Regions from separate parts of the Sus scrofa genome. Here all the other regions are linked to region 1. The links are chromatin contacts, called in public HiChIP or PLAC-seq and promoter capture Hi-C maps. All regions are on one chromosome and are shown on one strand. Each heading gives the region's core, a stretch centred on a gene start, on an enhancer-like site or on the middle of the called end of the contact. The rest is flanking DNA. Distances are from core to core; before and after follow the strand shown.

Region 1 (3,571 bases), core at 629-3,128:
ATACTTAAGTTGTGCCAATTATCACTTGAAATCAGCTGGCTACAGTCTGCTCAAGCAGAAAAAAACCTTACCGTGTTATTTACCACAGCTGGTTTTCTTCCTCTTCTTTTTGAAAATGGTAACATGTTTTAGCATTTTTCAAATCTTGAAGAATGTCATTCTATATTTACTCCAGCCTATGCCACCACCCAACAAACTCCTGTCTTCCCTGCCTGGTAACTTTAGTGAATACGCAAAATGAATGTTTGTGTACTTTAGCAACACCTTTTTGTCACAATATAATGTTAAATGTTAAATGTATTTGTATCAAGTTGGTGATTCTGACATTGCTTAAAGCCCTTAATAATTTCAGGTCAGTGGCTGCAGATGGAAAAATGTAGTCCGCAGACAGAGCAACACTTCCTTGGGTCTTGCAAGGCACTTGATCCAGGTGTAACATTTTCTCCCAGCTATCTTCAACTCCTGATTACAATCACCACCCAGACAGGGCTGAGATCTGTTAAGGAAAATGACTCGGGCCAGAGACTGCAAAAAAAGAGGATTGCATGGCGTAGTTTTGCAAATATAAACTTTGTGGGGTTTAGAATCGGAAGAGGGCTCAAAGAGGAAACCAGCAAGCACAGCTTTCAGCTTCCAGGAAAGAAAGACTCCCAGAGCTAAACCTGGATGTGCTATTTCAGTTCAAGCAAAGGGGGGAAATTAAATTTCAAAAAGTATTATTTCTTTTAAAATGAGTGTAATGCTATGGCTCAGGAGGCTATATGGAAACATGCAGAGAGCAGGCACTAAAATGCAAGGCTCATTTCCCAAGGGGAAAAAATAGGAGACTCCACTCCTCCCTAAAAACTCCCCAGTCTGCCTTGGAGACAACTACAGAGTAAAGAATAATGGGAAGGACTTTGACAAAACCAGGTACTACGCTATTCAGTAAAACAAAAGAGCTTTATTCTTTTATTCTCCCGACAACTTTACAGCAAAGCCCAGAAGAGGAAGCCAGAAAATTCCGAAGAACCAACGCTGAAGTCTGATTTTATTTTTTAATTTCATTTTTGGTTTCTTTATATTTGAGCGGAACTAACTCAACCCCCCAAAACGTCTTCAACGTGAGAACAATCCTTTCTGAAACCACAGGGCGGCAGATGTCACGCTGGGATTCTCCCAGAGGCACACTGCCAGATCTGGGGGCAGCTCTTCTTCGATCACTAACCCAAGATGGGCTGGGCCGGGCCTGGGTTGGGTGACCTTGGAACCTGTAAAACACCTGCAGAGACCTACGCTAAGGGCCCCGGGAGGTAGGCAGCCCGGGTATTGTCGCCTTCGGGGTAGAAGATGAACCCGCAGCTGGGAGAAGGCTCTGCTTCTCTGCACGCTCTTACTTGGCTGTCGATTCCAAGGCTGAGCCCCACGTAGGCAAAGCGCCGGGAACTGTTCCGCGTTGCCCGAACCCAGCCCGGAGCGGGTACTTTCTTACTAAAGTCGGTAAGTGCTGCGCCCCCGCCCGCCCAGACACCGCACCGCCAAACCGAAGCGGGGACGGCTTCCCTCCACCTCGAGGACTCTTTTCCACCGCCCCCTTCTTCCCCACAGACCTGCCGCCCACCCAGGCCTGGGTGCCCCGGGGGCTGGACGGCTGGGGGCCCGGTTCCGCTCAGCACCTGGAGCCGCCGAAGGGAACCAGCGCTCGGCGGCGGGTTGAATCACGGGTGAATCAGCCCTTGCAGGCTCTTGGAGTTTCCTACGGGAGGGGGCGGGACCAGGGCGGGGCCTCGCCGGGGCCCGCCCACCGGGCGTCGGGAGCCGGGCTGGGGGCGGGGCGGCGGGAGGAGCGGCGGGGGCGTGCGCGCGGCTCTTTAAAGCGCGCGGGGCCCGGGCTCCCGCAGACGCAGGGCTCACCGCGCCCCTCCCGCTCCAACCGGAGACCCCAGGCGCCGCCAGCCCACCACCCCAGCCTCCCGGGCGCCGTGGAATCCTCCCGACCTCGCGGCCAACTCTTGGACATGGCGACCCCCACCGGACCCCCGGTGTCCTGTCCCAAGGCCGCCGTTGCTCGCGCGCTCCTGCTTGGCTGGGTCCTCGTCCAGGTGGCTGGAGCCACAGGTGAGTGGCACCCGCCCCTTGAAGCCCTGGGGCGCTCTACTGGGAGGAGGGGGAACAGTCCTGCCTGGCAGTGGCTCACTCCGCTGCCCCAGGACCCCCGAGGACCCGCTGGCACTTCTGCTAGTGGGTTTGAGGCTCTCGCTTTAAGTTTAGGGAAGGAGCTTCCCAGGGAGCCGCCGCCGTGAAGGTTGTGGGCCGTGGGGTCCGCACCTGCAGTGTTTCAGTATTATCCTTCATTACCTATGCACTGCCCGTACTAAAAAGCGGCCCTCGGGCTTGTTCGTCTGTATTACATGGGGTTCGAGGCAATCCTGTTGCAAAATGTCGCTTGGATTGGAGCAGGCACCACATCATGCATGCCCTCTAAGCCTGGTCTGGGGGGGGCAGGGGCTGGGGCGCAGGGCAGAGACTGACCCGCTGAGAACTGGCCAAGCAGGCCTTAGTAATAAAGCATCCTAACCGATTTCATGGGACAGGCATAGCAACTCTGCCTGGGTGTCCGTGGAAGTTTCAGTATGGACACATTTTAGATAAAAGTGAAAAAAGTCAAGCTTTGGCTTCTTTAGTGTATGCATTCTTAATTTCCCTCACACACATGGGCTTTGCCTGTTACCATAATTTACCGAAAACCTAATGAGTTCATCCTGGAGACCTGCCCTTCCCTGTCGCCCTTCCCTAGCTGGGCCATGGGCAGCCTGGGCCAATGAGGACTGCTGGGCTGTGCTTCCAGGTCACTGTCACAGGGCATTTTCCCTGTGAATAATTTCAAACAAGGATTTCAAGATCCTTGTGTGTTTCCTGAGATTACCAGGTCATTCTTGCTGAGGGGAAATTCTGGGTTTCGGAAAAAAATGCAGATTTGTCTCACGGTAATTCAGTTAAAGCTTTTGTGGTTGGGAAATAATTAAGGAGGTTTGTGATGTCGGGTGTAGGACGATGTTTTCTGCTATCGACCCAAAATCGTGTGCTGAGACATTCATGTAAACTGAATAGCTGTTTCTCTGTTGTTTAAAGGCACTACAGATGTAATTGTAGCATATAACTTAACTTGGAAGTCAACTAATTTCAAGACCATTTTGGAGTGGGAACCCAAACCCATTAATTATGTCTACACTGTTCAGATAAGGTAAGCTAGGTACCAAAAAAAAAAAAAAAAACCCAAAAAAAACTGTTTCCACTTTGCTGTGCTCAATATGGTTGTCTTTAAAGCTGATTAATGGATGATTTAGCCATGATGATGAAGGCATTCATGGAAATTTGCTGTCCAGAGCCATACTCTGTCAAGCCTGTGACATTTCCAGACCTTAAACTCATAGAACTTTGTCAGTTTCTGGAGATTGTGGGGCACTTCCTAAGCAGCACGTAAGCTGTGGAGAATGAACCTTCTTGAGCAGGTCCCAGTGGCACCGATAGATGTGGCTCTGGATCGCTGGGAACTCATCTCCTCTAAGCCCACCCGTCTTTTTCTCTGCTG
Region 2 (3,571 bases), core at 301-2,800, 210 kb before region 1:
AATGATTTCATGAACAGGATCTTTGAAGATGAGTGAGCCTTTTTCTGCTGCTTCCCCCAACTCTAAAATAAGTATAAAAGAGACTCTCCCAGGACCAAAATGGCCATCAGACACATCTGGACACTAGAGTGGGTGGGGATCTCACTACCTACCAAGCTACAGGGTTTACGGCAAAGGCGGGTTTACCTCTTAGCTGCTAAACACAACATACCAAGAACATGCTACACTCAGTTAAAGGAAGAGGAATTTATTTCCAGGGTTATCCTGGATTTCCTTGTTAGAGGAGTTTGTTGTTTTTATTTGTTTGTTTGAAGGGGCTGAGATGAGATGGTGAAAGAACTGCCCCCTCGGTGAGCTGGGAAGAGAGACCACACATTGGCCTAGTGGGTAGCAATCCCATCGCAAGCAGTGATTCTCATTTCCTAAGGGAGTCTTGCCTTCGAACGCGGCCTGCGGCAAGAAGCCAGCCGATCCGATTTAGAGTCTAGAAGGTTCAGAGAGACCTAACAGGAATTTCCCAGAACTGCTGTTTACTCTTCAGCCCTGGCAGAGGTCTCTCACTGCAGCACAAACTTTAACCTGGTACCACCCGGAGCCCCCTCCCCAGGAAGGGCCCTGGGGACACGATTTACATTTGGGACAGTTATATCCGGACACACACACTCTGACCTCTTCCCTGCCAGGCACCCACACTTACCAAACCAGTCCAAAAGAGAAAGAACAGGAACAACCAGGCCGTATCTGTGCATTTCCTGTAAATCTGAGGTCGCCATGCTCTTGGCCTGGGGCTCCTCTCAGAGGAAACCTTCCAGAAAAAACAAGAGCGTTGAAAGAGGATGAATAGCCATATGAATCCCACCCTGGAAAATGAACCCAAACTTCCTCGAAGACTGCTCAAAGTAACCTTTTTTTTTTTTTTTTTTTTTTGTAAAGTGGCCACAAGTTTTCATGGAGCCTTTGGACACCTGCCTTGTGTGCAGAGCGAGGGGAAGTCCCCAGGCGCCAGGTCCTTACCTGGAGGTGCACCTGGAGGCGGCCCCCCGGTTGGTGCTGGGCGGCCAGTCTCTCCCGCGCCTCCGCCCCAGCACCCGAATGGGGGTCCGAAGTTCTCCCCGCCAGGTGCCTCCGGCACGCGGGCCGGGGGGGTCTTGGGCCTCGGAGATCCAGGAGGCGGAAGCGTCCCGGCGGGGCAGGTGCGTGCAGGGCCCGAGCCTCCCTGCCCTCCCCCCGCCTCCCCGGCCAGGTGCGGGCCTTACCAGGTGCTCGGCGCCGAGACACTGCATCCTGCGCCCGGCGGCGGGGGCCGCGCACTGGGAGCCCACGCACCGCCTGCGGCAGGCCAGCCCCGGGCCCCGCGGCCGAGCGGCGGGAAGGGGCGCAGCGCCGCCCCGCGGCCGCCTCCGAGCGCCACGGACTTCGCCCCGGGCGCCGTCCCCGGCGGGCCCCGGCTTCCGCGCGCACCCCTGCCGCGCGGTTCTCGGGCAGTCGGCGCAAGTCTCAACCGGCTCGGAACGAGAGGCACCTGCCCGTCCGCCAGCCTCAAAACAGCGCGCGGTGCCGCTCCCGGGATACCTGGGTTCCCGCTGGTCCTGCCACGACCCCCGGGGCGCTCCTCGCTTCGGCCTTATTAGGAGGCGGCCCCCGCAGGGAGCAGGAAGCATAAAGTCTCTGCAAACCCTTCCAGAGGGCGGACGACGGTGGAGTGCTGAATTATACCCATATGGCCAACAGGTGAGTGCCCTTACCCCGCCGGATTCTGTTCGAGCTGCTTTACAAGCAGTCTTAACCAATCCAAAAGGCAAGAAACTACCATTATCCCCAGTCTACAGACGAGGGAAACTGAGGCATGGAAGCAGCGATGTAACTTGCTCGGGGACACGCAGCCAGCAAAGTGTAGAGCTAGGGATTGAACCCCGACACTCGAGGTGCTGTCAAGGTGGTTCTCCGCAAGCTTTCTTTCCACCAGGAGGGCGGGCCTGGGGCTGGGGCTCTCCCACCACGCCTGGCCTGGAGAAACTAGAGCAGCTGGAGGAACCGCGGGTTCCAGGCGGTAAAACGAGAGTAAAAAACCCCGGGGAGGCTGAGGACTGCCTAAATCTGTGGGCGTGTAGGCGGGGGGTGGCGGCAGAAGACGAGGTAGAGGAGATGAAAGAATTTCAGGTTCTGCTCTCGCCTCTCTCCCACGTTGGCCTGGGACAATCGTGCCACCTTTCGCTACTGAAATGGTAGCAACCAACGAAGCCACTTATGGAGGGGGGATCCTCCGGGTAATAGCCGACCAGCACAAAAGTACTGTTTGGGTGAGAAAACATCTGAAGCTGGGCCCGTTTCAGTCGCTATTCCTCCGCATCCACAGTCCCAGGGCTGCTGCGTTACCGTTTTCAGCCCTGCTTGGCCCTGAGGGTAGGAACCTGGCTGAGGAGTGATCTGGTTTAGTGTCAGAGGATGGGAGAGACGGATAGTGGTTCTCTGGTGCCTGAGACTTCAATTCTGGCCTCATTGTCCCCTCCCACCCTAACTCACGCCGCCTTTTGCTTGCCTATTTATCAGAGTAGCTGAAATTCCAAGGGAACATGAATTCACAGTCCAAATAACTAGACCTCCGTGTACAGCTACTATAAAACAACAACTGAACAATGTATATACCATCCGAAACTGCATTACTAGGACGGATGAAGCAAGATTTTTAAGTAAGCATGAGAAATAATACATTTAAGAAGGTGAGGACTGACAATAGCAATGTGAATCAGGAAAAATATCATGAAACTATAATGAATAGAAATGATTAACGTGAAAATTTTGGTAGTGGGATGAATATGTATCCATGCCAGTTATTAATAACATGGGATATAGAGTAGAATAGATGCAGCTGAAGAGGAATCAGTGATTGGAAAGAGTAGTTTCAGCAACTCTCCAGAGGCAGCAGGAAAAGTTAAAACAAGGTGGCTTATTTTTAACATTTCCTAATTAATATCGAGAAAAGGAGTTCCCGGCGTGGCGCAGTGGTAACGAATCGACTAGGAACATGAGGTTGGGTCGGTCCTGCCTGCTCAGTGGTTAACGATCCGGCGTGCGTGAGCTGTGGTGTAGGTGCAGACGCGGCTCGGATCCGTGTGCTGTGCTCTGGCGTAGGCTGGCAGCTACAGTTCCGATTCAACCCCTAGCCTGGAACCTCATATGCGCGGAGCGCCAAAAATAGCAACAACAACAACAATGACAAAAAAAAAAAGACAAAGACAATATCGAGAAAAGAACTAGAACAGAAAGAGCATGATATAAAAATGGAGAGGAGGAAATATTTGAAGGCATAATGGAGATAAAATTCAAGGTTGAAAGAGGGAAATAAACTTCAGATTGAAAGGGCAGGTCTCAAGCCATATACATATTTCAAATATATATCTATTTTTTTTCAAATATCTATTGTTTGGGAATTTCCTAAAAACCCACTTATTAGAACAATAGACTGACTACCCAACTAATTCTCATCAGAATAATGGCTCCTCGTCAGAACCACAGGTCCGTCAGTTGGGTTGTCACATGACTGTATCTTTCAGGACTCACTTCAAACCTG
Region 3 (3,571 bases), core at 271-2,770, 180 kb before region 1:
TAATTGTGCTGGAAGCGAGCCACAATTCCTAGGAAATTGTTTCTAGCTTTTTTTTTTTTTTCAGGGCAGTACCCTGGGCATAGGAAGTTCCCAGGCTAGGGGTCAAATGGGAGCTGTAGCTACCAGTCTACACCACAGCCACAGCACCCCTGGATCCAAGCCACAACTGTGGCCTATGCCACAGCTCACAGCAACGCCAGATCTTTAACCCACTGAGCGAGGCCAGGGATCGAACCTACATTCTCATGGATACTAGTTGGGTTCATTACTGCTGAGCCACAACGGGAGCTCCAGAAATGATCTCTTAAGGATAACCATGCAGCACTGCACTAGTTGTGAGGAACATTCCAGGTAGGTAGGGCTGCTGAAGGCTTTACCTGTCACCTGGTGATTTCAGGTTTTGGCATTTAGAGAGAGAGAGAAAGAAAGAAAGCAAAGGAAAAGAATGAGATTGACTGTGCTAAGAGATATGCATGGGTAATGTCGTTTTTATTCCAGAAACTTTCAATAATGGAAATCTAACACAAATACTGCATATCATTTTAGCCCAAAATAAAAATGTGTTTTTATTTGTCCATATGCTCTTCTAATTCCTGTGATATGCAATTTTAACCTATTTATGCATCAAATATATATGTGTGTGTATATGTATGTGTATATATATATATTTATAATTTTTTTTTTTTGCCTTTTAGGGCCACACCCATGGCATATGGAAGTTCCCAAGCTAGGGTTGAATTGGAGCTGCATCTGGTGGCCTATGCCATAGCCAGAGCAATGCAGGATCCAAGCCACATCTGCAGCCTACACCACAGCTCCTGCAATGCTGGATCCTTAACCCACTGAGCAAAGTCAGGGATTGAACCTGCAACCTCATGGTTCCTAGTGGGGATAGTTAATCACTGAGCCACGAAGGGAACTCCCCATCATAAATATTTTATGTTTTACCTAAATTCATGTATAAGAGATTTTTTAAAAAAGAATGACAGATGCACTTTTGGTGCTCCTAGACAGAGCAGCAGTCCTAAGTTACACAACACAGTGAGTTGTGGGTTTCCTTTTGCCTTTGCCCACGGCACCCTCATCATTTTGGTATTGCAGCTCACCTGTGAAAAATGAGAGCCTGTGACTCATCAAACATATTGAGTGGAAAAAACGACTGGTGCTTGATCTCAGTGTCACAAAGATGGAAAGATGTGGCATCCAATGCGGCGGCACTTGAAGGGCCTCCGTGTCAGGCAGGTCACCAGGCAAAACTTCCTCCTGTTGGTGCCCTTTCATTTCCTACTCTTCATTTTTCTTCTTACTGTTCCCCACCACTCCTTCCTCAAAAGCCCGTGGAAACCTAGGAGAAGGGATCCGACTGGATGGTTTTCCACGGTGCTTGTTGTGTGCCAGGTGCAAAGGTCCTGGTATGGGAGGTACTCTTCTCCACTTTGCAGATGCAGGGATTGAGACACTAGGGAGGAAGTATCTTGCGCAAGATCCGTTGGTAAGTGATGGAGCGCCTGTTCCCACACAGATCTTTGCAATTCTGTGGATCTTGCTAATTATAGACGAGGCTCTTTTGCAACACCACACTGCCTCAATGCAGAACCTGGGGCAGAAATGATAGCAAAAAAAAGAAGTTTTAGAATTGGCTGCTTATTCTTTGAATTATATGATCTCTCTCTCTCTCTCTCTCTCTCTCTCTCGGCTTTCTTTTCATTCCCGCAGCTTGAATTTACTGTCACCGCCTTCTACAAGCTGGGGACATTCAACAATAGACATAATTGTTTTGAGAATATGGTTTTATGTAATAGGAAGAGGTATTTCAGAAATGTAAACTGGAGGAAAAGGAAAAAAAAAAAATCCTGAGAGTTTCCACCCCCCCCCTTGTTTTGTTGTCTGTTGGGTGGATTCCATTCAGAACGTAATTTAACCTCCTGGAGGACAAAGATAATTTCTTTTGTAATTTCTCCTCCTACAGCAGCAACTCGGTGTGCTTTTTCATGGAAAGATCTATTTTTAGAAAGGATGCAAGGCACGCTCAGCGCCATGAGTAATAACTGGAAAGATGACGCCTATGGCAGATAGTCACTCCAGGTCCTTCTTTGGAAGGCTTACAAATTGTTTTTTACACAATTTGTACACATTATCCTGTGATATGTGACACCTCATTGAATTTAAAAAAAAAAAAAACCCAGAGGATACACATACATGGTTTTGGGAATTCCTTCTATTTTCTGTAGAGTGACTCATTGCTTAGATGTACCAAGCTGGGGAGAGGAAGCATCTCTCTATTATTGTCTCATGAAAACACAAAGTGTGAACTAGGAACAGGCATGGCAGGGCTCTGCGGGCTCCCCTGCCCGCCCTCAGGTGGGAGGTGGCATCCAGAGAGGCTATTTGAGGCCCATACAGTGAAGCAACTGGGACACCATGAATAGACGGCCCAGGGAAGAGGGAGGGAACCATTTCATGAAGTCTACTTATGTATTTATTTAAAAAAATTTTTTAGGGCCTTACCCATGGCACATGGAGGTTCCTAGGCTAGGGGTCAAATCAGAGCTGTAGCCGCCAGCCTATGCCACAGCCACAGCAACGTGGGATCTGAGCCATGTCTGCGACCTACATGACAGCTCATGGCAAGGCTGGATCCTTAACCCACTGAGAAAGGCCAAGGATCAAACCCGCGTCCTCATGGATACTAGTCAGGTTCGTTTCCGCTGTGCCACAACGGGAGCTCCTGAAGTTTATTTATTTATTTTTGGCCACACCCACAGTATATGGAATTATCAGGCCAAGGATTGAACCTGCATCACAGTGGCGACCTGAGCCACTGCAATGACAATGCAGGATCCTTAACCTGCTGAGCCACCAGGGAACTCTGGTGACACTTATTTTTCTTTTTTGGTGTAATTCTCCCCAGTTTTAGAAGTCTGGTTATCGACTCAGACACAGCCAGCACTGATTCATAAAGGATAAAAATGGCTAAACAACAACACAAAAATTGGCTAGAATATGGATTTCCAAATTTTTGGAGTCCCTAAAATTATAGGGTGAACACCGGGGAAATTTGAGAGATGAGCCCTGAGTTAAATGGCTGGTCTCTTTCACCTCCGAGATTGTATCCATCTATAATGTTTTACTTTGCTAGGTCTGGTCTTCTGGGAGACCAATTTTCAGCTTCCCAGAATCCCAGGAAGATTTGACTAAAATAATCTGGATAAAAACCCCATGACACACACTCCCCTTTCGGGAAAACGGTGCTGACAGTAGCTGGGAAGAACTGGTGACCTCTGAAGGAAAGACACGTTTAACGATATAGCTGTCATTATTCCCGTGGGAGAAATAACTGTTCTCTAAAACCCACCATTTATAAATGGAGCCATGGCTTTTCTCCTACTAGATATGGGCAACTTTCCCCAGAATCGTGTGTGTGTGTCTTTTGCTAGGCATTGGTTGCACTGGTAGGTATAGTTTTGTTCAGTTTTCTGCCAGCGGATTTTTTTGGAATGATCATTTCATCGGTAGTTCAATTAAGTTGAAATGTATAGATTTAGAAAGAGAGTCTAAACATGATTTGGGT
Region 4 (3,571 bases), core at 472-2,971, 160 kb before region 1:
AGTCTGTTACCAAAGTGGAAAGAGATTTCTCTTTCCCAGGAAGACTGGTGAAAGTTCCAGGGCTGATGCTCATCGGCCCAGCATGGGTCACATAGCATGGCCGTGACCTGGATCCGCTAGGCCTGGGCAGGTAACCACTCTCAAGCCCTTGGACTGAGATTGGGGCAGAAGTGATTCTCTGAGGAAAACTGAGTTCTCTCTTCTTCCAAGAAGAGGTCATGAGTGCTGCGCTGCAAAACCTCACATGTCCACACTTTCTGACTTGAGATACAAGACTGGGTGTGAAGTCAAAGCCAGAACTTAAATGAAGAATGGGCCTCCTGGAAGTTCCCATTGTGGCTCAGTGGTAACAAGCCTGACAGGGATCCATGAGGATGCCAGTTTGATCCCTGGCCTCGTTCAGTGGGTAAAAGGATCCAGTGTTGCCATGAGCTGTGGCATAGGTTGCAGATGCGGCTTGGCCTGCATTGCTGTTGCTGTGATGTAGGCCGGTAGCTGCAGCTCCAATTCAACCCCTAGCCTGGGAACCTCTATGTGCTGTAGGTGTGGCCCTAGAAGAAAAAGAAAAAGAATGGATCGTGTAAGGCCTTCATGTAGCCAGCGTAGCTATAACGTTCCTAGAAAGTGAAGGGGTTTTCCCTGACCTGTTCTAGAACGTTTCTTAAGAACTAAGTACACTCAGGCATGCAGCTCTGGAAAATAACCCCGTGATTAACAAATATATGGACTAGAAACTGAGGGAAGGGCAGACAGGAAGCTAAGAGAGAAGGCTCACATCCTGTCAACAAATAGGTAGCATTACTTAGAATAAAGAGGAAATGAAGCAAGAATTGAAATTGGGAAGTGATTATTTTTTTGGGGGGGAAATGATGCAACATTTGCATTAATATATAGCCTAAAGAAAACCCCAGTAATTTCCATTATTGTGATATTATTAGATGACAGTGACATTTTTTTTATTTCTTCCTGATCATTTTTTAAGAGATGAGTTCACCTAACCCGGCAATCAAATTCTCCTCCATCAGGTCAAGTCCCTCTCATTCTTCAAGGCCACCTCTTCACAGGTGCCATTCAGGTACCATCTTTCCAGATTCATGTAGGGAGAGAACTTTTTCCTCTCTTTCTCATCAGATTTTCTGCTTTTGTATGGCCCACTCAGAGAGTACTTGGCGTGTTGCACTGTGATTTTTTTCATTTGTTCAAAAAGCCCAGTCACTTAGTATGAAGGTCTCCAATTCCACTAAGTGAAGTAAGGCAGAAAGAGAAAGACAAATACCATATGATATCACTTATATCTGGAATCTAATATATGGCACAAATGAACCTTTCCACAGAAAAGAAAATCATGGACTTGGAGAACAGACTTGGGGTTACCAAGGGGAAGGGGGAGGGACTGGGATGGATTGGGAATTAGGGGTTAATGGATGCAAACTCTTGCCTTTGGAATGGATGAGCAGTGAGATCCTGCTGTGCAGCCCTGGGAACCATATCTAGTCACTTATGATGGAGCATGAAAATGTAAGAAAAAAGAATGTATACATATATGTGTGAATGGGTCACCATGCTGTACAGTGGAAAATTGACAGAACACTGTAAATGAGCTATAATGGAAAAAATAAAAATCATTATTAAAAAAGAAAAAAGAAGCCCAGTCCAGCGCAAGCTGTGAGACCTGACTTCCTTTGACTCCTCTGAAATGCAGAGGAAGATAACAGTTCCTTCCACAGAGGGGTGCTGTGAGAATGCAATGAAAGGCCTGATGCCTGGGCCGGCACTTAGCACGGTCTGGCAGATGGTGCAAGCTCGGCAAATGCCAGTGCCCGTTAGTGTTTATTCTCATTAACATAATAGGAATTATTATTGATGTGTCCTCCACCAGCTGGTGAGCTCCTGGAGGACAGCAGCTATTCTGAGGTCAGAGTGGGTACCCTTCATATGTGGAAAGAAAAAAAGAAAGAGGCAGAGGGATAAGGGAAGAGAGAAGGAGATGGAGGGAAAAGAAGGAGGGAGTAATAATGGGAGCACTTAGGAAGGGGGCACTGCCAGGTGTGTCCAGAAGTAACAGCCCACGTGGCCAGAATTGGCATATCCAGCCAGGAAGGAGCTTGAGGACCTTTGTTTTATAGATGAGATGAAGGGGCCAGGAAAAGGTAAGGAGCAGGTCCAAGACCACGAAATAGAGCTGGAGTTGAGGCTCTCTCTCGGGGTTACTCCTCACAGCCCCTGCCGTTGCCCAGGGCAGATTTTTGTCCTCTGCATTTTCCTTAGCAAAGTGCTAAGAGCTATGAGACTGGCTCCTTTTTTAATACGCTTTTCCAGCAAGCGCAGGGAGCTGTTCTAAAATATTGTGGACCATCCACATATTTTTACAACTCGTCATGTCATGCAGCCATATGGCTCGAGGAGCCTCAGCTGATCCATGCCCCTGGGAACACTGGACATTTCCTACCCACCCCAGATGGAGAGTGAGGAAATCCTAGATACTTGGTGGGAATTTTTCAGTGTCTCCTGTGAAAACCAGAAGACAGCTGCTAAGGAGGAACACAGCCCCGGCCTTAATCTGGTTGGCTCCCAAGGATCCATCCTGTTTGCCCCCAAAATGAGCATCACTGACTTTAATTGCAAGTAATGAGGCAGTAAAGAAATACAGTGTGTGTCCTTCTTGAGTATAGGTTTGGACCAAACTGCCTTCAAGGGTCCCTGGCCTTCCTTGGGAAATGGGCTTGCCTTTAGCTGACCTAAGAGCCCAAACAGGGTACCTGCTGCTCTTTCTGGAGGGAGAAACAGAAAAGAAACCCATCTCTGCGTTTGGGTGGATTTGGTTCCTCCGAAATGAATGAAAACTAAGAGACTTGCGGGGAGGGGATGTAGGCATGAACTTGAGAAAAAAGAGCCACCTGGGGTGTTGTAATGCCTGCAGGATTCTTTAACATCTTCCCCCACGGGCAGTGTGCCCTCATGCATGTGGGTGACATCACACTCTAGGTATAGTCCTTTGCCCTAATTAGGAATTCACACCCTAGGGTAGAAAGTCAGCATTCCAATGAGGAAACCTGTATTTCAGAATCAGCCACTATAAGAGCTTCCATATTCTTTATCCCTGATGGACAGCAAAGGCTTTGCCACTTGGCATAGAAATAGCTTTCCATAGATGAAAGCAGTGGTTTTTTAATTAGTATAATGTGTGCTACCAGGGGGGTTTCAATAGCGAGATTGCTAGTTGTAAAGATATGTAGGTTGTCTAAAATATTTTATTTTTTAAAAACTTTTTTTTTTGTTTTATTTATTTTATTTCCCCAATGCAAATTTTGTTTTCTACTGTTCAGCATGGTGACCCAGTTACACATACATGTACACATTCTATTTCCCACATCATCATGCTCCATCATAAGTGACTAGACATAGTTCCCAGTGCTACACAGCAGGATCTCATTGCTAATCCATTCCAAAGGCAATAGTTTGCATCAATTAACCCCAAGCTCCCCATCCACCCTACTCCCTCCCCCTCCTTGTTTTATTGAAGTATAGTTGATTGGCAGTGTTGTGTTAATTTCCACTGTACAGCAAAGTG

Evidence for each region. Promoter capture Hi-C pulls out the DNA fragments that hold promoters and counts their contacts. HiChIP or PLAC-seq counts read pairs in DNA pulled down with a chosen protein or histone mark.
Region 2: a promoter capture Hi-C map of fetal skeletal muscle shows a contact between it and region 1, with 4 times the contacts expected there. The contact joins the promoter of SLC44A3 here to the promoter of F3 in region 1. A contact is called at or near these places in 3 of 5 promoter capture datasets (fetal liver, fetal skeletal muscle and liver), 9 of 47 Hi-C or Micro-C datasets (adipocytes, blood, brain and 6 more) and 1 of 2 datasets of contacts at active chromatin or transcription factors (alveolar macrophages).
Region 3: a contact with region 1 is called in an H3K27ac HiChIP or PLAC-seq map of alveolar macrophages. The contact joins the enhancer-like site here to the promoter of F3 in region 1. A contact is called at or near these places in 3 of 5 promoter capture datasets (fetal liver, fetal skeletal muscle and liver), 9 of 47 Hi-C or Micro-C datasets (adipocytes, blood, brain and 6 more) and 2 of 2 datasets of contacts at active chromatin or transcription factors (alveolar macrophages and skeletal muscle).
Region 4: a contact with region 1 is called in an H3K27ac HiChIP or PLAC-seq map of alveolar macrophages. The contact joins the enhancer-like site here to the promoter of F3 in region 1. A contact is called at or near these places in 3 of 5 promoter capture datasets (fetal skeletal muscle, liver and skeletal muscle), 7 of 47 Hi-C or Micro-C datasets (embryonic fibroblasts, fetal heart ventricle, liver and 4 more) and 2 of 2 datasets of contacts at active chromatin or transcription factors (alveolar macrophages and skeletal muscle).

Annotation. Positions count from the first base shown.
Region 1 is chr4:122,825,140-122,828,710 of Sscrofa11.1, forward strand. It overlaps F3 (coagulation factor III, tissue factor), which reads left to right and starts at 1,879. Exons shown (of 8, transcript NM_213785.1): 1 at 1,879-2,097; 2 at 3,112-3,223. The coding sequence starts at 1,998.
Region 2 is chr4:122,620,097-122,623,667 of Sscrofa11.1, forward strand. It overlaps SLC44A3 (choline transporter-like protein 3), which reads right to left and starts at 1,551. Exons shown (of 15, transcript XM_021090183.1): 1 at 1,257-1,551; 2 at 698-805. The coding sequence starts at 1,283.
Region 3 is chr4:122,644,166-122,647,736 of Sscrofa11.1, forward strand. No RefSeq gene overlaps it. Among named protein-coding and RNA genes, the nearest start is that of SLC44A3, 24 kb to the left of the region's middle. Within about 2 kb of position 1,521, at least 5 of the 83 cell types and tissues checked have an H3K27ac peak or open chromatin away from gene starts, as enhancers often do. A contact at or near this core is called in alveolar macrophages, where this site is marked.
Region 4 is chr4:122,668,225-122,671,795 of Sscrofa11.1, forward strand. No RefSeq gene overlaps it. Among named protein-coding and RNA genes, the nearest start is that of SLC44A3, 48 kb to the left of the region's middle. Within about 2 kb of position 1,722, at least 21 of the 83 cell types and tissues checked have an H3K27ac peak or open chromatin away from gene starts, as enhancers often do. A contact at or near this core is called in alveolar macrophages, where this site is marked.